Regions from separate parts of the Mus musculus genome. Here region 1 is linked to region 2. The links are chromatin contacts, called in public HiChIP or PLAC-seq maps. All regions are on one chromosome and are shown on one strand. The core of a region is the stretch at or near the end of the contact, and the rest is flanking DNA. Distances in the headings are between cores, read along the strand shown. Region 1 has its middle 25 kb from the start of Krt78. Region 2 overlaps Acvr1b (activin A receptor, type 1B).

Region 1 (6,649 bases), core at 3,354-5,853, 790 kb before region 2:
TGTGTGTGTGTGTGTGAGAGAGAGTGTGTACGTATGAGTGTGTATATGTGTAAGTGTGGGTAAGCATGTATGCGTGTATATGTGTGTATATATGTGCATGTGTGTATATATACATGTATGTGTATTGAGAGTGTGTATATATATATATGTGTGTGTGTGTGAGAGAGAGAGAGAGAGTGTGTACGTATGAGTGTGTATATGTGTAAGTGTGGGTAAGCATGTATGTGTGTATATGTGTGTATATATGTGCATGTTTGTATATATACATGTATGTGTATTGACAGTGTGTATATATATGTGTGTGTGTATATGTGTGTGTGAGAGAGTGCGAATGTATGAATATGTGTATGTATGTGTATATGTGTATGTACAAGTGTGTGAATGTGTATGTGTGTGTATGTATATGTATGTGTATGAATGTGTATCTATGAATATGTGTGTGTTTATGTGTGTAGGAGTATGTATATGTGTGTGTGAGTGAGTGTACATGTGTGAGTGTGTATATCTGTGTGGGGGGGGGGAGAGGAAGAGGGAAAGGAAGAAGGAGAAGGTTTGGGGAATTAATTTTGCCCACTAAGCCATCTTCCCAACTACATGATTGTTGTTGTTCTTAGAATTTCTTCATGGCCCACTTCCTCTTGGGCAGCAGGTCTCAGCAGACCTTGGTTCTCATGGCTCTGTGCTTCTCCTCCTGGTTCAGCAGCTGGTCTGGGAGAGGACATTGCTTCTGGGGCAGTGTCTCCTAGGCTTAGCATAGCTTTGAGTGTTTGCTTTATGTCACCAGGAAGCTACTTGAGACTGGGGGGATCAGCTCTAGTGGAAAGGGGTCCATCAGAAGAAAAGGAAGGCCTCAGAGAAGGGGAGTTCTGAGCTGAGTGACTCTTTCCTGAGGGGTCTACCTAGCCAGCATGGCTTCTCCTTCAGGCCCCCAACCCTGCTGTCGAGTACCTGTTTCCCTTCCCACTACTGGCCTGCTGACAAGGGCCAGCCCCATCTGGCCCAGGCCAGATGCTGAGGTGGCAGGCAGAGGAGGGGGTGGGACGGCCGACGTGCTGGAGCATGGGCAGCCTGCCCTGTGCTGAGCTGGCATCTGGTCCTGAGAGCAGGTGGGGCCCCACCCAAGCAGGCTGGGGCAGGTAGGGCAGGCCCGTCTCCAGCAGGGAGGGAGGAGAGGTGATGGGGCAAGTCTGGGCTTTGCTTTTGCCAAGGTGGAAGAAAAGTTGTGTGTGTGTGTGTGTGTGTGTGTGTGTGTGTGTGTGTGTGTGGCAGCGCTGTGTCCTGTAGGGATTCCTGTGTGTGGGGATGAAACGCATCACTTCTGAGTCTGGGCACACTTGTGTTTGTGACTGTCTATGCATTTGGTTCACATGCATGCCTGTAGTCCTTCTGTGCCATACCCAGGCATCCATAGATATAGGCAAGGGGTAGTGGGTGTTGTGTGAAGGTCTAGAGTGGATGCAAGTCTGTGGGAAGGCCAAGTGCTCAAAGGATTGTCCTGTGTGCCACCCCCTCCCCCCACCAAGAACTATGTGGCTTTTGTATGTGGTGCTCAGGGAAGACACTCATGGGAGCCAGTGCTCAGACTTTTTTCTAAAGGCATCTGTGTGTGTGTGTGTGTGTACACATGTTTGTGTGTGAGTGTGCATGTATACATGTACATATGTGTGCCTTCGAGAGAGTGTATGTGCATATGCATGTGTGAGTGTGTGCATGTGTATGTGTGTGCATGCACCCCTGTGTGTTACTCTTTATGTACACAAGTAGCCCAGGTGTTAGTCCCAGAGGCAAGAGCCGGCTGTGACCTGTTATGTGAGTTATCTGGAGAGCAGAGAGTTTAAGATTTTAGGCTGAGTCTTGAGTGGATCTGGCCAGACCCAGGACCAATTTGTTCCCGTGTCTTACAACTGTCATAGTCTGTCACCTTCCTGCTGGTTCTCTCTCTCTCTCTCTCTCTCTCTCTCTCTGACTGACAAACGATTGTGAGTCTGCATCTTCTCATTTTTATCTATGCTGTGTTTGTATAATAGTCTTTCTGTTTTAGGGACGGAATGTAGGGCTTCCCATACAGTAGACTGATGTTCTGACAGTGAGCTATGTCTTGAATCTAATTTTTTAGTTAAAAAAAGTATTTTCTTTTTTTTTTTTTTGAGTCAGGGTTTCACTAAGTTGTCCAGACTGGCCTTGAACTCACCCTTTAGCTCAGGCAGGTCTTCCACTGTCTATCCTCTGCCTTAGCCTCCAGAGAGCTGGAATTATAGGCCTTTGTCACCACTTTGAGTTGTGTCCCCCCCCCCCCCAGCTTGATCTTCTAACACCAGGCACTGGCCACTAGAAAGTACTGACTCAGAAGATTAGGCAGATCCTCTGAATATTGGTATATTTTGTTATACAACATAGAAAACTGGATTACATGCTAAAATCATCAGAAGAGTTTCCGGCAGTAAGCCGTCAACTTCCTGATTACAGATACAGGCTATATACATGTTTGTGTGTGTGTGTGTGTGTGCATTTGTGTGTGTTATTGTGTAGCCCAGGTTAGTCTAAAACTCACTTTCCTCTTATCCTCACTCTCCTAAGAGCTTGGATGACAGATATCTGCCACCAGCCTCAGCTCTGTTTGTCACACACATACACATAAATAAAAATAAATCTTAAATATTGTTTTTACCTGTGAGTGTGTGACACACTGCATGAGAATATGTATGTATATGTATGTATGTATGTGTGTATATGCATGTGTGTATGTGTGTGTATGTATATGTATGTGTGTGTATGTATGTTTGCATGTGTGTATGTGTGTAGGTCAGAGGTCAGTGGCAGGTATTTTCCTCAACTGTCCACCTTATTTATTTTTTGCTTTACCTTTGTATGCAGTGTGGTGTGTGTATGTGTGTGTGTGGTGTGTGTGAATTCATGTATAAGTCAGAAGTTGACAATACGAATCCTCCTTGATTGCTCTCCATTTTATTTACTGAGGCAGAGTCTCTTGCTGAGCATGGAGCATGGAGACTCAGTTAGGCTAAGCCAGGTCCCTTGCCCAGGGATCCCCTATCTCTGCCTCCTACAGCCTGGAGGGATCCTCCCTGGGGCAGGGGGCACTGGAGCTGGGCTTAAGGTAGCCCACCAAGATTGTCTTTTTTCCTCTTTTTTAAAATGTAGGTTTTGAGGATCCAAACTCTAGCCCTTAAACTTTGCAACAAGTTTCCCCCAACAACTTTCCGCCTCATTTTTTGATCTGGGGTTTCTCAGTGAACATGGGGCTTACTAATTATGCTAGGTGGGCTGGTCAGGGGGCTCTAGGAGTCTGCTTGTCTCCTCTTCCCCAAAGCTGAGGTTACACCACACTCTTGCTGTGGCTGGTTTTCATTTGAGGTCTGGAGATCTGAACTCAGGTTCTCATGGTTGCCAGCAAGCAGCAAGCACTTTACCCACCAAGCTCCTTTTTTTTTTTTTGCTTGGTGCCTGCTTCCCCATGTCAGGGTTTCACTTTGTATTCCTAGCCTGGAACCTTCCTAACAGTTCTTAAAACAGCTGTGTGTCCTGTGGAACACGAATGTGTATATTGTACTTGCACATGACCTCTAGACACTGATGTAGTCATGTGTGTGTGTGTGTGTGTGTTTTTCCCCTACACATTGTTGAGCTGAGTTGACTGTGTCCTCCCTAGCTGGAGATTGGGCACACCCTGTCAGCCCCTCCAAAGCCCACATGAACTGATAAATGGCTTCTTTCTGTCCCCTACTCTGTTCCCTCCCTCCGCTTGGACATGAAAACCCTGGGTAAGGCTGACGGTGGTGTCCCTAAGTTTGCTGTAGTGTGATGGGTTGGCTTCAGATTGCCACTAGCTAGGAACCTGTGCAACCAAGGCAGTGAAGGAGCTGTGCTGTCGAGCTTGGTGGCCCTGGGTTCAAGCTAGACTTCCCCTTCTCTTGTTCAGTGTGGCCTGGGACAGTCACCTTCTCTAGCTGAGTTTGACCTCTGTGAGGTGTGCCTGGTTGATTATTCCATTCAGAAGGTAGGATGTTCAAAAATGTACCACAGGGTTTGGTTTTGAGTACCCAGGGCAGTTGAGGGTTCTTTTCCTTCCTAATGATCGCTTGTTGTTGCGCTTTGAGATTACATCAAGACTGCTTTGGAGTCTTGCAGGACTGGCTGGCCATGGGGCTGGAATGAACACCTTGAGCCTAGGTTATGGAATATAATCTGGCACGACCTACAAGTGCCCTGGCCACCCGGCCATGGAGTGGCCACAAAGGAACAACCTGTAGACTCCAGAAAGCCAGCTTGTCCTCTGGGCCTGCCATGGTAATGCCTGCAAACCTCAAGGGGGTAGACAAAGTACTTCTGGTACAAGCACCCTAACACCACCCATTTCAAAGTAACTGAAGCCCCCTTCCCCACTCTCCATAGCCACTGAAACTCCTTAGCCCCCAAGGCTAAGTTATGCTCTCCCCTTCCCCCAGCGGGCAAACTGTTCCAGAGGTCCAGATCCGCCACCCCCACCACCCCTGGGCGGTTCCCTGCTGACTCAGGCTGGCCCGGCTTAGCGGGCGGGCCGGGGTGGGAAGAGGCCGGGCACAGGGCCAGGGCCGGGTGCGGCGGCGGGTGAGTCACCCGGATCGGGCGCGGTGGCGCCGCCCGGCCCCAGCGGCCGTGGGAGCGCTCGGGCACAGCCAATGGGCGGCTGCCACCCGGCTCGCGCCGCCACGCCCCCTGGCTGCAAGCCGCCCAGTTTCCAGCTCCCTGGCCCCCGACGGACCCCCGACCCTGGCAACCTGGGATTTTTGCGGACTTTGCTTCCCCATGGAGGCTGCGGGGAGCAGCGTGGGGCTCAGGAGTTGAGGAGAGAGCAGCTTCTATAGTCCTTCCTGCTGCAAACCCCACTGGTCAGGGCCACACTCCAGGTCCCCAGGAGGCCCTGCCACGCAGGGGGGGCTCTGGGTCTTTACTGTACCCACGCCACCTGCTGGTTAGGGCCACCCCAGGTCCACAAGAGGACCTGCCCCACATGGGGGCTCTGGGTTCTTAAGTGTCCACAACACCTGTGATTAGTGCTACCACACACCTTCAGGAGGCCCTGCCGATCAAGGGGGCTCTGAATCCTTACTGTGCCCATGACACCTGCTGGTTAGGGCCTGCTTCCCCAGGAGGCTCTGCCGCAAATGGGAGCTCTGAGCCCTTACAGTGTCCCTCTGGGTTCTTTCCAGGTAGTGACATTGGGGTACCCAGCACCTTCTCAAAGAGGGCAGACTCCTCTGTTTGCCAGTCTGTGCTGGTTGAACCCTGGCACAGTGTCCTTGGCCAAAGTTTTCTGTTCCCAGACAGCCACACTACCGACTACTTTCTGCTTCAGAAAACAGTCATGGTACTAAGAAGGTCATGTTTCTAAGACTCTAGTGACCCTGGCTCTAGTGGCCAACCTTCTCCAGGCTTTGGCCTTGGCACAACCGATACACACAGGCTCATCAGCACAGAGGCCCAGGCAAGTGTAGATGGCAGGCCTGGATTGTCATATACTCTATACAAGCACAGGAAGAGACAGAAGACTCTCTTTTTCTTTTTTTCTTTCTTTTAAACTGTAAATTACTGTGAAGATAAAGTGTCTGGTAATTTACAAATCCTCAAGAAACAGTAGGTCTGATTCTCTCTCACACAGACACAGCCCCACAAACACACAGCCCATGAAGACACAAACACACGCCCCCACGAAGAACCTCAGACACTGACACATGTTCAGATACACATCAATAGAGATACATTTGCACAGATCTGCAGACACAACTAACCCCCCCTCCCCCAAACCAGGAAAGCAGAAACCCCCACAGCAATCATAAAATCCAGTTTTACTGCCCAGGGTGTGATGGGAACCAGCAGCCAGCTGGGCGGGGGCAGGAGGCCTCAGCGTCTGGGCGGTGCCTGCTTTGCCCTGGCTCCCACTCAGCCCCAGGGTCAGGACGCCTTCATTTTCTGACACGCCCTCCTCTGTCCCCAAGAACAGTCACCCCATCCTTTCTCCACTGTTGCCTAAAAGCAGGACACACCCTCTTGTGACAACTGAGCCCTAGGCTATCCCCCCACCCCCACCCCCAGTGTGTACCCTGCTAGCAGGGCCTGACAGCTTTCTGGGTAGGTTTGGGGTCTGCGGAGGTGCTCTTTCCCTGATAGTCCTCTGGGTTGAGGGTTCAGCTCTGAGGACGTGGCTGCTTAGCCCTCTTCAGCTGGAAGGGAGTAGAGAGGACTCCAGGCCCTGAACAGTTTCCTGGTATCCCCTCTCCGCTTTGCCTTGTGGTCCCTGTCCTCAGCTCTTGAGGCCGCAGGAACTTTAGAGTCAGAGAGAGCTAGGAGGAGGCCCCACGTCTGGGCCTGGGTTAGCACCCGTCTCCTGATGAACTTAGGCCACGTTGGCCTAGCCTTCCACTTAGTATTTCCCCATTGCTCTCATACCCGCCTCCGCCCTGCAGTGAGCATCAGAGTCTTTCAGACTGACCCCCACCTCACCGCCGGCCCCCACCCCACCACCTCACCGAGTCTAGCCCTTCAAGGAAGAGACTCACACTGGGGGTCACACACTGACTCTTTAGGGATAGGGCTGTGATTAAGAGCGGGGCTCTGGTCCTTGTGACTAGAAAAGTCCTGAATGCTAGCTAGT
Region 2 (7,135 bases), core at 1,655-4,154:
GTCCTTTTCCGGAGTCAGAGGCATGCTTCACATGCCCCCAATAAGCAGCTTTTATAGAGCCGGGGACAGAAAGGCAGCCTTGGCTGGCACTACTGCACCTTATTCAGCTCACAGACAAGCTCTATAGGCCCTGTGTTCCTAACTGCTCTAGTCTATGCCAATAAAGGACAAATGAACTATCTACTCCATCCAAATGGGTCCTGCTGGGTGGACGGAGTCTTCCATTGGGAGAGCAGGCATTCCCTACATCCCATACAGAACTATGCAGTACCCCTGAAACCAGCCTCCTCCCATCTCTTTTTGGACACCAGGCACCCAGTTCCAGGATGAGGGAGGCCTGGCCTCATATGTCCTTCCACTGAAATTCCTTTTCTTGCCTAAATCCTTCCAAAGTCTGCCAGGCACACTTCCCCTGACAAGCTCCCCCTGCGTCTCCCTATCACCCACTCCCTCTAGGCCATGTGTGGCACCTCTCATCACGAGGGAGGGTCAAAGAGGGTGCTCTCCATAGAGAATCTGAATGCCTGCTTCACAAAGTCACTGTGAGGACAACGTGAACTCATGCACATAAAAGTGTTTAATAAACTTAAGCCAGCAGGGCCTGAAAGGCCCCTGAGCAGCACCTGGCATGCATACGCACACCCACTGTGTGCTACACACACACACACACACACACACACACACACACACGCACACAACCACACGCAAGCACTTTTCATCCACGCTGAATACACAGTCCTCACTGGGGTTGATGACTTTGCTGGGTATGGATCACACTGAAGTGTGTGCCCCCAACAGGAAATCACTGCAGATGAACCTGGCGCCTCTCAAAGCTGCAATCCTTTATTTATCTGACTAACAAGAATAGCGCAGACAGTTGGTGCTCCTCTACTGTCTCCCCCAAGCCTAACCTAGCCCTGACCTCCCGGGATGGGCAGGAATGTAGCTCTGGCTACAATACTGAAGCTGGCACTGAAGCTGAGTGCTGAATGAAGTGCTTGCTCGCCCACCAGGAGACAGAGGGAAAGGGGCAAGGCCTCCATGGCACACCCGCCGTGGGAAGACCTGCACACTAAGCCGCTAAAACAGAAAGGCTTGGGCCCAATCCAAACAGAAGCCCAGGCTAGAAAAGCCTATCCTCATCTCTTCTTCTACTCTGGAAGTCATCGCTCACTCTGCATACCCCAGACAACCCAAGCTACCTCAGAGTGTCTATCAATGAGGCAACCCCTCTGCTGTTCCCACTCAAGGACACAGGGACACAAGGACACAGGGTATGAGGCAGCACTGTGAGGCAGGCAGGTAGACGGAAGCTTTTCCATACAGGCAGGGCCTGCTGTATTCTTTACAGTGTGTGAGGAGATCTCTATCTTCTTGAGATGAATTCCCAAGCACACAGCTGCCCGGGAGCAGCTTGGGCTGTACCATCTCTCACAGACAGAGAGTGTGAAGTAGGGACTGCGAGCAGATCGGTCATGAAAGCAATTTCCACAGGAAGCTCCCCTGGAACTCACTCTACTCTTCTAGCTCCACGACTAAAAAAGCCTCAGATCTTCCTCCCAAACTTGTGGGTGAAATTTCTCGCTCGGTCTGTTTTTGTTTGTTTTCCTATTGGTTACTGTATTTGAGACAGTTTTCACTAAGTAACCAGCTGGCCTTGAACTCTCCACCCCCTAGCCTCCACAGTGCTGGGATCACAGGCCTGGGCTACTAAGCCAGGCTCTGTCTTACTCCTCTTAAGAACTTAAAATTTATTCAAGCCTCAGAAAACTTGGCAAGACCCCCTTTTCTTCCTTTGGAGTCCTGCTAATCCAAGAAGGCGCCTTTGACAAGTCCCTTTGTGTCCCTTAGGGGTTCCCCACAGGGAGCACCTCTCAGCACCGTGTTGTGACGTCCAGCAAAGACAACAGCATTGGGTCTATTTTGGGAAGCAAGAAAGGGAAAATTAACAACTTCAAGAGATGACTATTCTGAGCCGAGTGAGACACACGGCCTTTTCAAAAGCAGTCACCTCAGAGTCCATCAATTAGTGGGGCAGAGGAGACGGGAGTCTCTGGTTCCCGATAGCTGTTCCCCCTTCGGTGATGCTGGCCTCGCTCACAGTGATTCATTCTGGAGAATGACCACGCCCACACATGGCTCATTATTTTTGGGAAGTACTTAAGCAGGCCTGGTGTAAGGCAGGAAAGAACAGAAGTGGTGAAATCTATGCTGAAGGGCCCAGGATCAGCTGGGAAGTGGGCCATGTGGGCCTGCAATAAGGAGCGGGCCAAGCAGGCAGGCAAGTCCCTGAGCCTATCTAGGTCTCCACTATCCAACCAGCAAACACCGTTTATCTTACAGAGACAAGAGGGAAGTTAGCCAAGCGCCTGCCAAGTGCTGTGGCTACCCTGAGCAAGGCTCACCCCACTCTCACTGTGTTCACCTTTGCTTTTTACAGATGAGCGGCAAGCCCAAGCAGACACACTGTGAAGATAACCATCGCCATACCCGCACCCTGGAAGGATCTGAATCTACCATAGCAGGAGGGACAGTGGGCATCACAGAGCAACAGGTCACAGAGACCTGAACCTCAAGTGCTAGTTCCAATACTAGCCACATGACCTGGAGCACACAGTTACCCTAACTGTGACAGTCTCTTTTGGGCTGAAGCTGTGAAGGACTGTTAATAAGGCTCACACAACATATAAACATTATATATAGTAATATACTTTACATATGAACCTCCCTTTTAATGTAAAAATTGAAAGAAAACAACCCCAACAAGGAAAATATTTCTTAACAATGACTAGGAAGAGGTGAGCCACAGTCTCAGAGGAAATTGCTAGCTCGCTGCATGGTTGTGGGACTGTGTGGCTTCAGGAAGTCATTGACTATCTCTGCACTTCATTTTCCTCCTGATCAACCGGAAAAAGGAAGTGAAGAAGATGACATCACGTTCTCGCTAGCTACAAGCTCTCTTCCCTCTGGTCTAGGTCCAGAGCACTTGTCTCAGTCAGTCTGCTGTGTCCTTTAAAGACACGTGCACTCACCACTCATCTGCTAATACTCTTCACTGAAACAGAAGAAGCAATAATAAAATTATAAGCATATGCTGAACTTACTATAAATTCATATCCTAAATTTAATTCTTTCTGAAAAGCTAAATCCGGGCTAATGACAACAGCCTCTTGTCATGTTTCATCATGACTCATCAGGTCAAAAGTCTGCACACATGTGCACAGCCACAGGGCCACCTCACACACGTGTACTGCCACTGGGTCACCTGCACACATGTGTACTGCCACAGGGCCACCTCACACACGTGTACTGCCACTGGGTCACCTGCACACATGTGTACTGCCACAGGGTCACCTGCACACATGTGTACTGCCACAGGGTCACCTGCACGTGTGTACAACAACACAGTCACCTAAAACACTCCCTACTCTATCAGCAAGCACGAGCAGTGACTACCACAGAGGCACCAACTCACTGTGTGAACAAGTCAGCAGATGAGAGGCCTGTCTCACACATGCAAGGCCCTGGGCTCGGTCCCCGGCATTTTGAAATATATAAAAATAAATCAAATGGCCAATCAAATGGGGGGGGGTGTCAGAACACGAGCCCTCTCTCCACAGCACAGACTCTGTTATTGATGAGTCTAATTAGTCAGAACTGAACTTGAGACAAAACCACCTCGACAGGACTACAGCATGGGTCAAAGTCTGTCTGACTAGAAGGTGGTTTGTGGTAGGATGTGAATGCAAATCTGATTCAGAAAAAGGTTGTTTTGAGAAAAGCCAAGTCCCAGGATGAGCTGACTCTGGCTTCTGTGTGCTGTACACACAGTCTCCTGTGTCAGGAGGACACAGAGGCTCAGGCTGCGCTCAGCTGGGAAGTCTCAGGAACCACTACAGAGCCTTAGACTCACAGTGCCACAAGATATCGCAGGGGATACCCAAAACCTCAGAAAGTTAGGAGCACGCTACACAGCAGCCTGTTCTGTCCAAGAATTGGTTATGAACACAACCAGTTCTCTAGCTCTGAAAGCTAGAGCGACCATGGTCCTTAGTTTATTCATTACTCCTTAGGGACACTGGACAGTCTATCAGGACAGTGCATGCGGGGGTTTGTGCAGCCCCCACGCTGCAGTTTCTAACCCCACTATACACCGTGTGAGCAACAGCAGCCTACAGCATCAGGGCCCACCACTTCTTCCCTGGCCCTCGCCCAACCTCCCTACAGCTTTTTGGTGTTTGTTACGGGCACCTCTCAGGGTTGTATCTGATGGGTGTGCTTTTCTGACAGGCTGATATTTTCAGAATCCAGGGCCTCAGGCGAGCTAGGTAAGAGTTTCACTACTAAGCCATTTAAGTAAGTTCACTAGGGATAACACAAAGACATGAAGCTGGCTTTCTCAGATGCTGTGATGCTCAACTGATAACATTAGCAAGAGTCCACTCTTCTGTGATCTGCATTCTCTGTTATGTGGTCTCCACACAGCTCAGAGCTGAGGCAGACATAGTGGAACAAGGCCTTAGAGAAGGTATGGGGCTCACAAACGGTAAGCAACCTTACAAACCCAGTTGTCCTAGAGAACCCATAGTGTTCTGCAGTGTCCCTGTGACACTGCCCAGGACTCCTAACTGTCAGAACCACTGGAGACACCTTCCCAGTTAAACCCCCATAATTCTACCTCCAGCAGGTCATATCCATTCTTAATGCTCTCACCAAAAGACCTCACTGAGTATTCCTGCAGCTTCCTCTAGTCTAATCCTTCTGCCTTCTGAGCAGACAGCTGTGCCATGCACACCAATGTAGCTCCCCATCCTATTTTTAAGAGGCAGGTCTGCATATACAGCGAAAGTTCCCTCTTGTTGTTGTAAGACAGAACTTACAAGTTCGCCTGGAACCTGGATCTTCCCTCTTCAGCCTCTAAAGTCAGGTTTCCAGACAGCTACCAGTGCAGACGTTGGTCTTTGACAGTTCGTGTTCTGTCTCCTAGTGCCCTTTATTCAGACATTCTTACCTTCTTAGAAACCACCAAACCATTAGGTTGCCGAGGCTTACAGAAACCCCCCAGTCACCTCTCCTTGGTGGCTTAGCCTTCACTGTGGCTCCCAGTGCTACAGTCAGATCTCTGGCATCTCTTCACAAACAGAGGGACTGGGTCACTATCAGTGTTCTGGCTTAAGTACTATTTAAAAACAAACAAACAACCCAAAGCCAGACAGTGCTTCATTCACCTGTGTCTCCAGAACAGAATATGAGTAGACTCAAGGAAATATTTACTCAAAAAGAGGGTTTTCTCACAGGGCTGCTGAGAAGGCTCAGCAGGTATGACTGCTGCCACGCCTGATGGCCCAAGTTTGGTCTCTGGAACATCGCATCTCAGGAGAGAACGGACTCCAGAAAGCTGTCCTCTGATCTAAACACTTGCTTGTGGCACTCCTCCCCCAACACAAAATAAATCTAATGGCCATTTATCACTACAGTGCTGAAGTCCTTCAAGACAGAGGAAAACCCATGGTGGTCCAGATACTCTGGGGTGTGAATGGACTGGCCCAGCATCTGCGCTCTGTACCTGGATTCTAAGTGTAGGGCAGGGGCAGCTGGTCCCAGGCTAGCTCTGAGAATCCTCTACAAGTTACATCGTAAACTGCTTGGCTTTCTCACTTCCTCAAATTAACTGACCATGCCCCTAACCCTCCCAGTGCCTGTCAGCGCTGTTATCGTGAAAGATGCCCAAGAGCTGGCTTGTTTAAATCTGAACCAAAAGCCGGTTTCACTGCATTTGGCCAAAAGCTCTTAAACCTGTCAGACCCATGGTACTACTTTCAGGAAGTCACCTGCTAAGGAAGCCAGGTGGTTTATCCTGGAGTTTCCCGCATTCTGGGCTTTGCTGACTCCTAGTGGTGTCCTCTGAGCATGCACACCTCTGCAGGTCTATAAACTCAGATCTGAAGGTCTGATTTGTATACAATTCAGTTTTACCTTTTTTTTTTGCCCCTCTCTGTCTCTGAGATAGGGTCTTCCACCACCCAGACTGGCCTTAACTTCCTGATCCTCCTGCCTCTGCCTGCTGAGTGCAAGGGAGGCGGGTGGCTTCACATGTGACTGTTAGGATTTATTACAGCTGTTATTTTATGAGTGTTTGCTTGTGTGGATGTATAGATACCATGTATATACCTGGTGCTTATAGAGGCCAGAAGGTGTCAGATCTTCTGATCCTGGAGTTACAGATGGTTGTGAGCCACAATGTGGGTGCTGGGAACCTGGGTCCTCTGCAAGAACAGCAAGTGCTCTTAACACCTGAACCAACTCTCTAGTCCCCATCTTTTGGCTCTCCATGACAGGGTCTTGCTATGTAGCCTAGGCTAGCCTTCAACTCCTCCTGCCTCTGCCTCGACTGCCGGGACTCCAGATCTGTTCCAGCATGCTCTTCAAGGTGTCTCCTTTCCTGACAGACCCTACCTACTGCAAGCACTGTGTCCTCAGCACTACCCACCAGGCACAGTCTCTGACAAAGACACCTCGCACACTATGCACCCACTAGATTCCACTCAAAACTAAGACTGGATCCAATGCATTTCCTCAGAAGTTCTAAGGCTTAAGAATGGGTTCTTTAAAACATCTGCTCTCATGTGTGTGCATGTGTGTGCGTGTGTGTGTGCGCTTGCACATGCATGCTATCTTGCACACGTGGAAGACAGAGGACAACCTGAAGGCATCAGACCTCTGCCCCCTCCCATGTGGATCTCAGGGGATCAAACTCAGGTTGTCACACTCAGTGGCAAGAGCCATCATGCCCATCCTTACAAATAGGTTCCTCTCTTGCTTCTGCTTTGATAATTGCTGTCTGCAATCATTCATGTCTGATCTAATCCTGTGGCTTGTCCAGCCTCATTACCCTGGCCAGAGGTTGGCATCACATCCTTCCAAGCCTAGTGAGTCCATATAAGGACAAGATCTCGTGAGCCGTCTTGTGTCAGGTTGTCCTGTCTCTACCAGGCCACTCTTTCTGTTGTGCCTCCCCACAGGTCTGCAGTTTGGCATCCCCACACTATGCTGCTTATCAAAGCCCCCACTTGCTACGAGCTTCTCAGTTCTAGTCATGCACACTGGAGAATTACCCAGGACATCCAGTCGCTGT

The links. HiChIP or PLAC-seq counts read pairs in DNA pulled down with a chosen protein or histone mark.
Region 1: a contact with region 2 is called in an HNF4G HiChIP or PLAC-seq map of pancreatic cancer cells. The contact joins two enhancer-like sites. A contact is called at or near these places in 1 of 484 Hi-C or Micro-C datasets (the C10 cell line), 5 of 115 datasets of contacts at active chromatin or transcription factors (acute myeloid leukemia, astrocytes, fibro-adipogenic progenitors and 2 more) and 1 of 9 other capture datasets (embryonic stem cells).

Annotation. Positions count from the first base shown.
Region 1 is chr15:101,975,490-101,982,138 of GRCm38.p6, reverse strand. It overlaps a transcript of Krt78 not described here. Among named protein-coding and RNA genes, the nearest start is that of Krt78, 25 kb to the right of the region's middle. Within about 2 kb of position 4,603, at least 346 of the 459 cell types and tissues checked have an H3K27ac peak or open chromatin away from gene starts, as enhancers often do. A contact at or near this core is called in acute myeloid leukemia and pancreatic cancer cells, where this site is marked.
Region 2 is chr15:101,186,745-101,193,879 of GRCm38.p6, reverse strand. All of the region lies in intron 1 of Acvr1b (activin A receptor, type 1B), which reads right to left. It overlaps Mir6962 (microRNA 6962), which reads right to left and starts at 11; the gene lies at 1-11. Within about 2 kb of position 2,904, at least 80 of the 459 cell types and tissues checked have an H3K27ac peak or open chromatin away from gene starts, as enhancers often do. A contact at or near this core is called in acute myeloid leukemia and pancreatic cancer cells, where this site is marked.